Regions from separate parts of the Mus musculus genome. Here region 2 is linked to region 1. Evidence: chromatin contacts called from public HiChIP or PLAC-seq data. All regions are on one chromosome and are shown on one strand. The core of a region is the stretch at or near the end of the contact, and the rest is flanking DNA. Distances in the headings are between cores, read along the strand shown.

Evidence for each region. HiChIP or PLAC-seq counts read pairs in DNA pulled down with a chosen protein or histone mark.
Region 2: a contact with region 1 is called in an H3K4me3 HiChIP or PLAC-seq map of pro-B cells, with 22 times the contacts expected there. The contact joins the enhancer-like site here to the promoter of Fank1 in region 1. A contact is called at or near these places in 2 of 39 promoter capture datasets (embryonic stem cells and hippocampal neurons) and 4 of 115 datasets of contacts at active chromatin or transcription factors (astrocytes, embryonic forebrain, embryonic midbrain and 1 more).

What each region holds. Positions count from the first base shown.
Region 1 is chr7:133,774,358-133,779,480 of GRCm38.p6, reverse strand. Fank1 (fibronectin type 3 and ankyrin repeat domains 1) reads right to left here and starts at 2,590. Exons shown (of 11, transcript NM_025850.2): 1 at 2,511-2,590. The coding sequence starts at 2,523. It overlaps Dhx32 (DEAH (Asp-Glu-Ala-His) box polypeptide 32), which reads left to right and starts at 2,678. Exons shown (of 12, transcript NM_133941.2): 1 at 2,678-2,879.
Region 2 is chr7:135,576,717-135,581,839 of GRCm38.p6, reverse strand. The region is part of intron 1 of Ptpre (protein tyrosine phosphatase, receptor type, E); the gene reads right to left. Among named protein-coding and RNA genes, the nearest start is that of Mir1962, 13 kb to the right of the region's middle. Within about 2 kb of position 2,684, at least 72 of the 459 cell types and tissues checked have an H3K27ac peak or open chromatin away from gene starts, as enhancers often do. A contact at or near this core is called in hippocampal neurons and pro-B cells, where this site is marked.

The sequences.
Region 1 (5,123 bases), core at 1,341-3,840:
CTCCTCTTGTTGTTGTCTACATCTTAATCTTTTTTTTTTTTCTCTGCCCCTGAACCCCTTTTCCCCAAGTTTAGGGCCTATGTACAGGGAAATCTAATGGGAATCACCTCTCCTCATCCTTAGCCATAGTTATTGTGCAAGCCAACTATTTCATGCTTCTCTTGGAAGCCTGTCTTTCTGCCCTTCCCCACTTTCAAGCCATGGGAGGTTTCAGTAGTTCCCCAGTGGGTCTCTGGGACGATGCACTCTTGGCCTGACCCACGAGGCACTGTGCTGTGTGTTTACCCCCCCCCCCCCCCCAGTTCTTACAGGGAACACAGTAGGAACCAGAAAAGAGAACAAATAAAAGTATCGAGGGCTGAAGATTTTGCAGTTCGCAGTGTACAACTTTAAACAGTACTGCATACTTACAGAAAATAAAGCTGTCTTTAGAAGTTATATATTTCTCAGCTAAGGATGTAGTTATGTTGGTATAGGGCTTGTCAAAAAGCTATCACATCGATATCCCATCTTTAGCACCACATGGGGCTGGGGAAGGCCTATAACCACAGCATTCTGAAGGATCAGAAGTTCAAAGTTATCCTTTGTTACATAGTGAATATGAGAGCAGCCTGGGATACATGCGACCACACACACACACACACACACACACACACACACACACACACACACAGATACTTTCTCTAGGAAAAGATCACACACAGCCTGGCATCGGTTTGGAATGAGAGTAAATCCCTAACATTGCTGTATATTCATTTTTTTCCCAGCAGGTTGGATAAAGTGTACAATCCTTTGACTTTTAAACACAAATGATAGATGTTGTATAAAAATCCTACCAATCCAAGCAACTGTAACTCCCAACCTGTAGGCTTTATATTCAGCAAGTTAAAAGGGAGGAAGCCTTTAAATTTTCTTGTTATTATGAAATGAGTGTGTGTGTGTGTGTGTGTGTGTGTGTGTGTGTGTGTGTGTGTTTCCCTTAAGGAACATGGGATTTGGTCTAAGTATTTTATGTTTGAAACTATGCAAAAAAAGACAATTTGATTTATTTTTTAGCATCAAACTGAATCTTATCAAGGTTTGAGCTCTTTGGAGTCTCTAAGTCAAACAGTGTATTTGTTTTAAGAACAAAGGAGGCAATAAAACAGCATGGGTGGGGAGGAGGGAAGGAGCCTAGGACAAAGTCCCTGGAAAGGTTGGGAAAAACAGTGGACAGAGAGGTGAGTTCCAGGGTACCTCAGTTCTAGCAACTCTAAAGCACACATCTTCAGCCATCTATCATACACAACTTTGTAGCCCATCGTGGTAGCCCATGCCTTTAATCTTAGCACTTCATAAACAGAGGCAGGTGGACCTGTGGATTTGAAGCCAGCCTGGTCTTTAAACAGTGAGTTCCAAGCTAGCCAGAGAGATAGTGAGATTCTGTTTCAATCAAAACAAAATGAAAAACAGCACTGTAGCCCCAGCACTTTCAGAATGTGGAGCCATGAAGATTCTGAGCCACTGGTTCAGGAGGCTAGGTCACGAAGTTTGCCCTAAACTCAAGGTCAGCCTGGGCTGCAGGAGACAAACTCAAACTTAAGAGTATTTTTAAAAACAAAACAAAAACCAGGGCTAATGAGATGACTTCGCGCAAACAATGCTTGCAGAAAGTAAAAGAGCCAAGTTTGATGCCCAGAACCTCCATAAAATATCAAGTGTGGTGGTGTGATTTGTAGATTCAGCCCTAGAGAGCTGGAGACAGGATCACCTCTGGGGTTCTGCTAGCCGGTTTGCCTAGCCTAGTTCACTAGAGCTCTAGGTCAGTGGGACACCCTGTCTTGAAAACCAAGGTGGGAGCCTGAAGATGTGGTTCAAATATCATGAACACTGACTGCTCTTCCAAAGGACCCAGCACCCACAAGCCTACTCACAGCCTGCTTTTATTATAGTTCAAGGGGATTGGGTTCTCTCTTCTGGTCTCTGTAGAGGCACAAGGCACATGAGTGGTGCAGAGACATATACATGCAGGCAAAACATCTGTACACATTAAATAAAATAAAATAAAAATTTAAAACCAAGGTGGATGGCAAGAAAAGACACCAGAATGTCCCCTCTGGGTTCCACACAAATGTGGCACACTTGCATGTGCACCTGTGTGACACCTGCACACGTGTGCACAAACACATGCATCCGCACGAATAGTCAATAACAAAGAACGGAAAATTTAAGACAAACAGGAATGAGAAACTTTTGTTATGTATCTTATGCTGGGCGGAAGCACATGAATTATATATACCACAGACTTTAGGGATAAGATCGAAGAGAGGCAAGAACACATAAATTCAAGGCCCAGGCTCCATGGAGGTTCACTAAGACACTGGAAGCACTATTAACCATTCGTAAGCCCATTGCTAGTGAGGGCATCAGCCGTGCTCTGTGGAATCTGTGGATCATTTAGCCGAGGGTTCGAGACCTGGCCCGGCTAGCTCGGTCTCTGCTCGCACCCCAGGCCCTAGCCCGCCGCTTACTGTGGGGCTCCATGGTCAGCTGCTCCCGGGGGCCCTCGGGCCCAGCCCTGGCGGCGCCGCCCTCCTAACGCCTGTCTTCGTCTGGCGTCGCTCGGGTTGCCCTGACAACCGGGGATGGGCAGGCGAGCGGGCGGGCGGGGCCCGGCGGACGGCGAGAGGGAGGGACCAAAAAGTGACGTGGAAACGCAGAGCAGCGCACGGGCGGGAGTGGCGCAGGGGGGTCGCGACCCGGGAGCGCGGCGGCTTCAGCAGAGCCGCGCCCCGAGCTCGGGAACGCTCTGTCAGCTCCTCTAGGGACCACGCGAACGTCGGCCGGGCTCGGGAAGCTCCCGCCCAGGCTCTGGGAGGCCTCGGCGGCCGCCGCTGCAGGTAACGGCAGGGCAGGCGGCGGGGAAGCAGGGAGGCCGCGCACCTGTTGCGGCCCCGCCCGACCAGGCACAGCTGAGGGCGAGGGCGCCCCCAGCTCCGGAAGGAGAACCGGAGCTCCGGCCTGAGATCTTCTGGACCCTGGTGGGTTAAGTCTAGGATGACCTGAGACGCCCCAGTGAGAGTCAGAACAAACCCTGCTCCAGCCGGATGACTCGGTCTTTGCACCGCCGTAACCCCAAGCTAGAGTCAGGGTTACCCCTGCATCTGGCGTCCGTCCAGGTCAGGGTCCGGATGAACCCGGAGATGCCCGGGTGAGAGTCGAGATAGACCCTGTTCCTGCTGGAGGACCCAGCTTTTGCCTGCCAGTACCCATTCTCCAGAGTGAAGGGCTATTGCTTCAGGATGTTGCCCCAAGTCATGGTCCGGACTCGGCCTTTGCGCGTGGCAGCTCTTTTCCAGGGTGGGTACCCTATACCGGGATGTTGTCCCAGGTCAAGGCTAGGATGACCCTAAGACTCCGAGTATGGGTGCTCTCAGCTCCTCCTGGAGGACTCGTTCTTTGCACCACATGTTTCAGAGAGGGGTGTTCGAATCCGTTTGCCTAGGTGAGGGTGTGAAAGCTGCTCCTGCCTCTATAGTAGGCCAAGGCTGTCTACTGAGACTACGGGCAGTTCCTCCCCTAGTCCTGCTCTGTCTATCATCCCCACTGTCACCTATCATATTTCAGGCTGTGGGCCCCTTGTGGGATCTTGGAAATTGGTTTAGTTTGGTGTGTGTGTGTGTGTGTGTGTGTGTGTGTGTTTGTGTTTGTGTTACAATACTCATTTTTCCTGTTGATTTTTTTTGGGGGGAGAGGGGGGTCACTGAGTCAGCCAAATTGTGTAGGATACTGGTTTCAAAGACCAGGATCCAGGTTTTCCTTTAAGAAAGGTGTGAAGGGGGGAAAAACCCACTAGGAATTTTTATCTGGTATGGTGTAGAATTTTCAAACCACCTCAGAGAGTGTCATGGGTTAAGGAGAGAAGAGGGGGAAGCAGAGGAAGGAAGAAAAATGGAGAAGAGATAAGAAAGGGATGAGGAAGTGCGGAGAAACAGAGGAAATTGTAGGATTGATTTACCGGTCAGCGCTGGACATTAAAGGCCTTCCATCAACCCCTACTGCTGCCATAGACAGGACTAGAGAAAAATGGAAGGCCCAGCCAGCTCTATTGGGGTCATATAAGTGATTACTCATCTTTGCCAGTAGAGAGATTTCTACCGCGTGGCTGTCAAGGACTCAGGGGAGAATTACTTTCCCCAGGGAGTCATTCAAAGCTTAGTTGAATCCAAGAAGCATCTATTCTGTGATGGAAATGGACATTTATTATATTCTGCCAAATTAGGCTTCCCTCTCTATGAGGGTGAATTGTCAAAGCTAGGAGGCTTACGAATGGGTGCAGACAAGCGCTGTGATTTATGCAGAACTCAAACTTCCTAGGCTAAAGTATCAAACAGAGAAATTCAGGTTCCTGTAACTTAGAGGACGGAGGAGACAGAGTAAGATTCTGGGTGCTTCAGTACCAATATTTCCCAAACACTGGTTCTCAGAAGCAAAATCACAATGACGCTTTCCCATGCAGGAAGACATGGTTATAATGGAACAGCAAATGTCACAAACAAACCTGGCAACACACACACACACACACACAGGAGAGGAAGTTAAAATGTCAGAAAATCAGTAGCCTAGATATTGAGGGATTTTTTTTCCTTAAATGAGAGTGGAGATCTCCATGCTAAGGTAATAAAGACTAAATGTGGCCATTGTGTGTGGATTTCAAGATTGAAAACGTGGAAATAGAAATTACTGAAGGAGTAACTTATAATGCTTTAGAAGAGACCTAAATCCTAGAAGTGGGCGTTGAGGAAGTCTCCGTGCATAAAGACAGTTAACTGTGAAACCAAGCTCTTCAGGGGATGTGGAGCCTTTGAAAGAAACAACTGGCTAGGAGGAGGAGTGGGGATGGTGTTCATCACGACATTTCCCCTCCAGCACCTAGCACAGTGTACTTACTCAGTGGATGGGAACTTCCGAGTAGGGATGTGTTTACCCTGAGAGAAGATGCTCGAGATTTTATTGTCACTTTGGGTTCTTTCTGCTCTTATGTCCATTTCCTTTGGCTGTCATGTTCAGAATGTTATTCCTGGTCAAAGGAAAATCAAAGAGGCCCTGGGGAGGGGGGGGCTTTTGCTTTGTTTTTAAGTTTC
Region 2 (5,123 bases), core at 1,435-3,934, 1.8 Mb before region 1:
GTCTTCCTCAATTACCCTCCACTTATTGGGCTAATCTAACTGTGCAGCTCCCTCCGGGGATCCTGATTCCATCACCCAATGGGCTGGAATTACAGGTGGGCTGTTCCACGAATGCCACCGTCCAAATGCTGATCCAGCCCTCAGCAAGTGCCTTTCTCACTGCAGGCGACTCATTTATCAAAGACACCGTGCACTCATTTAAAAAGCATTGCTGAGCACCTACTCTGGCTGATCATGTTATCACACTAGGAGATGATATTTACTTAGACATCTGTCTTAGGGAAGATGCCCCCTGGCCTGGCCAGCAGTCAGGGAAGGTTTCCCGCAGGACCTGAGTCCATCCAGGCATTTCTGCTGTTGTGTGACAGGTATAGAGAAGGAACCACACTCAGCACAGCCTTAGATGGTGCAGTTCACCTGCCCCTGATGCACCCTACAGGAAGAAGGCCCAGGACATTCAGATTAACTGCTTGTTCCCGTATCTCTGGCCGCAGATGCCATCTGTGGCTTCCTCCACAACTGGTTCTCAGAGCTACATTTCCTCTCCATTGGTGTTTTGCAACCTGGGGCCCCAGTTCTATCTTCCCCAAATTCATTGTATTTAACGTTTCTAACACACTCTGCTGTCCCTTAGTCCTTGGATCCTGCTGACAGACGGACTTCTGACATAGCTGGGCCTTACCATAGCCCAGGGATTCTTGAGCTAGATACTATGCTTTCAACAGGATAATCCTTTTTGTCCCCACCCCTGCCCTGCAGAGCCTTGGACATCAGGACAACATCATCTACCCCATCCTGTCCCCACCCCTGCCCTATAGGTCCCTACCCAGCAAGGCACACTCCAATCTACCCAACCCCACCCACAAGGGAGTTGGCCTCTTCCTCACTAGGGGATGCCACTGAATGTCACCATCCGGTAGCAGAACCTCTAAGAACACGTGACTTGCCCCTCTGGGTAGGGCAAACTTTCTCACTTCACACAGTGATATGACAGTTTTAAGAAAGAGCTCCCTGGCCTGGTCTACCAAACTTGGGGGCGGGGGCATTTCATTTACATGGTTTATCTACATAGATAGAGTGGTGAGATACCTCTGTTCATCTTCTTCCCCCTACCAAATGACTACACAGTTCTAAGGGGTAGCTTTCTCCTTGACTCCTGGGCTCCAGTGAAGGAAAGACCCAAACCTTTCCTGTATTTCTCATCATTCAGTATTAAAAACATCCCAGGGATACACACTGGACCACAGAGTCTCCCCCACCATCATCTCCGAGAAGCTGTTTATGCCAAGAATCCAGCAGGTTCCCTCCCCACTCTCACACACACTCACCCACTCATCCATCCATGTCTGCCAAGCACCCACCACATGCCTGGCCCTGCCAGAGTATCAGGGAGACAGCTCAGCTTCCCCCTAATGCTGCTGATAGACTTGTAGGAGACGAGAAGAAATACATTAAGGTAAAATAAAAACAGCTTCGGCATCTCTCGTCCAAAATGCTTGGGGCCATAGATGTTCCAGCTTTTGTTCTTCCCCCAGGATTTCTGAAATATTTGAGTTTATCTAATGAGTTGGCTTGGGGATAGAACCGAAGGCTAAGCGTGACATTCATTTATGTCTCACAAATACAGAATACACAGGTATCTAGATGCTTTTGTACAACAGCATGTGTGTGTGTGTGTGTGCACGCGCGCATGTGTGAGTGCACACACAACATGACGTGCCCATGAGCCAGATGTCAGTCTCAGGTGTTGATTTCTCAGGAGCCTCAACCTTTTTTGATGTTTTGTTTATTTGTTTAGCACAGGGTCTCTAACTAGTCTGGAGCTTGCCAACTAGGCTAGTGAGCCCCAGGGATCTGCCTAGCTCTGCGACCTTGGTGTGTGATTACAAGCAAGAACCATCACACACAGCTTTTTATGGCGCGGGGGGGGGGGGGGGAGTCTGGAGACCCAAGAACTCAGGTTGTCACGATAACATGACAAGTGCTTGACTGGGCTTCCATCCAGCCCCAGAAGGCACCTTTTCATCTGTTTCTTTAGTGCACCTGCATCATGACCAGGATGCTACATCGTGTGAGTGTGAGTTTTCCACACAAAGCATCTTGTCTGAATTCAGAATGTTTGGAATTTGGGAGCATTTTGGGTTTTCAGGTCAGTGGCACTTAAAGTGTGTGGACTACCAAGTGCAGTGATAGCTAGCAAGGGACCCAGGTGACACCAGGCACGGAGAGAGTTACACTCACCACTGCAAAGGACAACCAGTGGCTCTTCTAGTCCTAGCCATGTCTGATACCTGGAGTGTACAATGTTTAGGTATGGGCTGTTCACCTGCAGTTTGGACCCCCATACAAAACAGTCAAGAAGGTCCATCTCACCCCAAATGACCAGCCACTTGACCATTCAATAACAACTGAGTATCTACCTTGGTGAGTATACCAACAACACTCTTGTGCTTAGCAACACGGGACAGTTTCAAGTTCAAGGCTCTCCTGGAAGCCCCCCAGGAGACCTTTGGTCCTTGGCACCCCATTTTGTTGCCCAGTGTCAGAAGAGAAATCATCGTCTGGAGGGCATTGCCAGCTGACGGTCCCTACCAGCCCTCACCCGCCGTACCCAGCTACACCCCCCGGAGAAGCCTGTAAAGATGCATTTTCAATTCTCCACGCTGGGAGCATTCCAAGCAGCTCCCCAACAAGCCAACACTGTTCTCATCTTACCTCCGCCAGCCCCCATCCAAAAAGAGGACACTGTCCTCAGTAACGATGCTAAAGAATCAGATTGCAGCTGGAGCATCTTGCTGAATGTCTAATGGTTTTCATTTGTGAGGGCCGAAGGAAGCCCATCTGGGCCTCCAAAGAAGGCCACATGCGTGAGGGACACGTGGGGAAAAAATGCTCTAGGCTCTTGGAAACCCATAGCTCTGCACTGAGATGGCCGCCCCTGGCTAGGCTGAGGGTTCCCGGAACAATCAGAGGAGAGGCTGCGTGGGATGGCTCGTTTCTGGGCAAGAAAAAGTCCCACAGTTTGGACAAGCTGGGATAAGCAACCGGTGGGGGGGGGGGACAGAACATACACAACATCAAGTTTATTACTGAGCTCACAGGAGCAAGGGCTTCAGGAAGAGAGGTGTGGGGTATCCAGGTTTCCAGGGCCCAGATGGAGTACAGAGGCAGACAGAAACTGGGGAAGCACAGAGTCTGGGAAGCTGAGTGTCAAAGACCAGGTCAGATCCATGGGTCCAAGGCAAAAATGTTCCCAAAGGGATTATGGCCAGAGATGCTGACCAAGCAACTGGAAAGGGACAGCAAGGGCATCCTAGGTGTGAGCCGTCTCACCAGGGAGCCAGTAGATGCCACCCTCCTACTACTGCACCTTTCTGCAGTTGTCTATGGATATCTTCAGTATGGGGGTGCAGGGTACAGAGCAGACAACAGTCAAGAGGGCCTGCCTAGCCCTACGACATGACAAACAGCATGTCATATGCTACCCTGACTCTTCAGTGATGAGACCCTGAGTCCCCAGGGACCCACAAGCTTGTACAAGGAGCGGGTCCCCTTTCTGACCCGCTTCTGACAGTCACTAGCTTCCCTACCTCTCATTACATTCCATCTTGTCTGCATCAGCCAGAGCCTCCCAAGAGACTGAGTTCTCTATAAGGACAGGCACCACTCCTACATCCTTTCATCCCCCACAGCACTGTGGACATTCCCAACATATCAACCTTTGAATGAATGAATGAATGAATAAATAGAAGCAACACCATCGATGGCCTGGCAAGCATGCCGCTAGACACTTTGTAGCATCACCCACCTACCCCTAAACCTCACAGGTAACCAGGAAGGGTTGAGTTATTCTTCACATTAGGAGGAAGATCTATTGGCAGAGCCAGGACCACAGGGGCAGGTCTGACTCTACAGCTGTGCTCTGTACCTGATGTCCCCAAACCACATTCTGATACTCAAAAGTGAGTCACTCTAAATACCGCCTTCCAAACAGTGGTGGATTGGTACTTTTTTGCTTTGTTTTATCTTGGCTTTGTCTGTGATTCTCAACAGAGTTTCTCTGGATAGCACTGGCCAGTCTGGAATTTGCTCTGTAGACCAGGCTGGCCTCAAACTCAGAGATTTGCCTGCCTCTGCCTTTCAGGTGCTGAAATTAAAGGCATCCTCCCCCACCACCGTTCGCACTGGGTTTGCACTTTTAATCTGCTTGGCAATCATTTCAGATGCTGAGAGGTAACTTCTGTCACACTCATTTCAATGATTTCTATAAAATAAAAATTAGCAGAGTCTACATGAATCAGAATGTGTGATTATTATCCTTTTTGTGTTTCTTGCTTTTTTGGTTTTGTTTGTTTTATTGTTGTTTGAGATAGGGCCTCACCCTGTAGCTCAGGCTGGCTAGAAACTCACAACAATCCTTCTGCCTCAGCTCTAGAGTGCCAGGATGAAACCAAAGAGCTGTAATTATACATTAAAGACAAAAGCCCAGCAGCTCGACCAAATGCACAGGAAGGCGTGAGACAGAGGCACACCACCTTCTTGGGGCCGGGGTTATTCATAGCAGATAGCTTGAGAAGACAGCTACTGAAGAAAGAATGGGTGTGTAAGCAAGCAGATGACCAGTTAAGGTGTGAAGGACAACCTTTAAGCAAACACTCACTGTCCCTCCCAACCCTCTCCAAGCCTTAACCTAGAACCAACCTAGAATTCTGACCTTCACAATAGAGAATTTGACCCTTTGAACAGAAATATACTTATTAAAGAAAAAATAAGTAACAATCAATTTTTTTGAGATGGAAAGCAGCATGAGCAGATTAGCAAACCTTTGTGGAAAAGTTAAAATTCCCCATAATCTCTCCCAAATGATGGGAGAAGAGGGTCTACTTCATGATCCCCCAGGCCAGTGTCGTACTAAAAGAACCAAGGCATTTCAAGGAAACAATAAGCTATCGTCTCCCAAGATCAGAAATGTGGAATTCTCAGCAAAATGTTAGCAAGTTGAATCCAACAATGAGAAAGAAGTTGGCACAGCTGAGCAGGACTCAGTCCAGGTCCAAAAACCTGGCTGCACATTTTAAAGCCAATGAATACAACTCATCATACTGACAGGCTAAAGAAGAGAA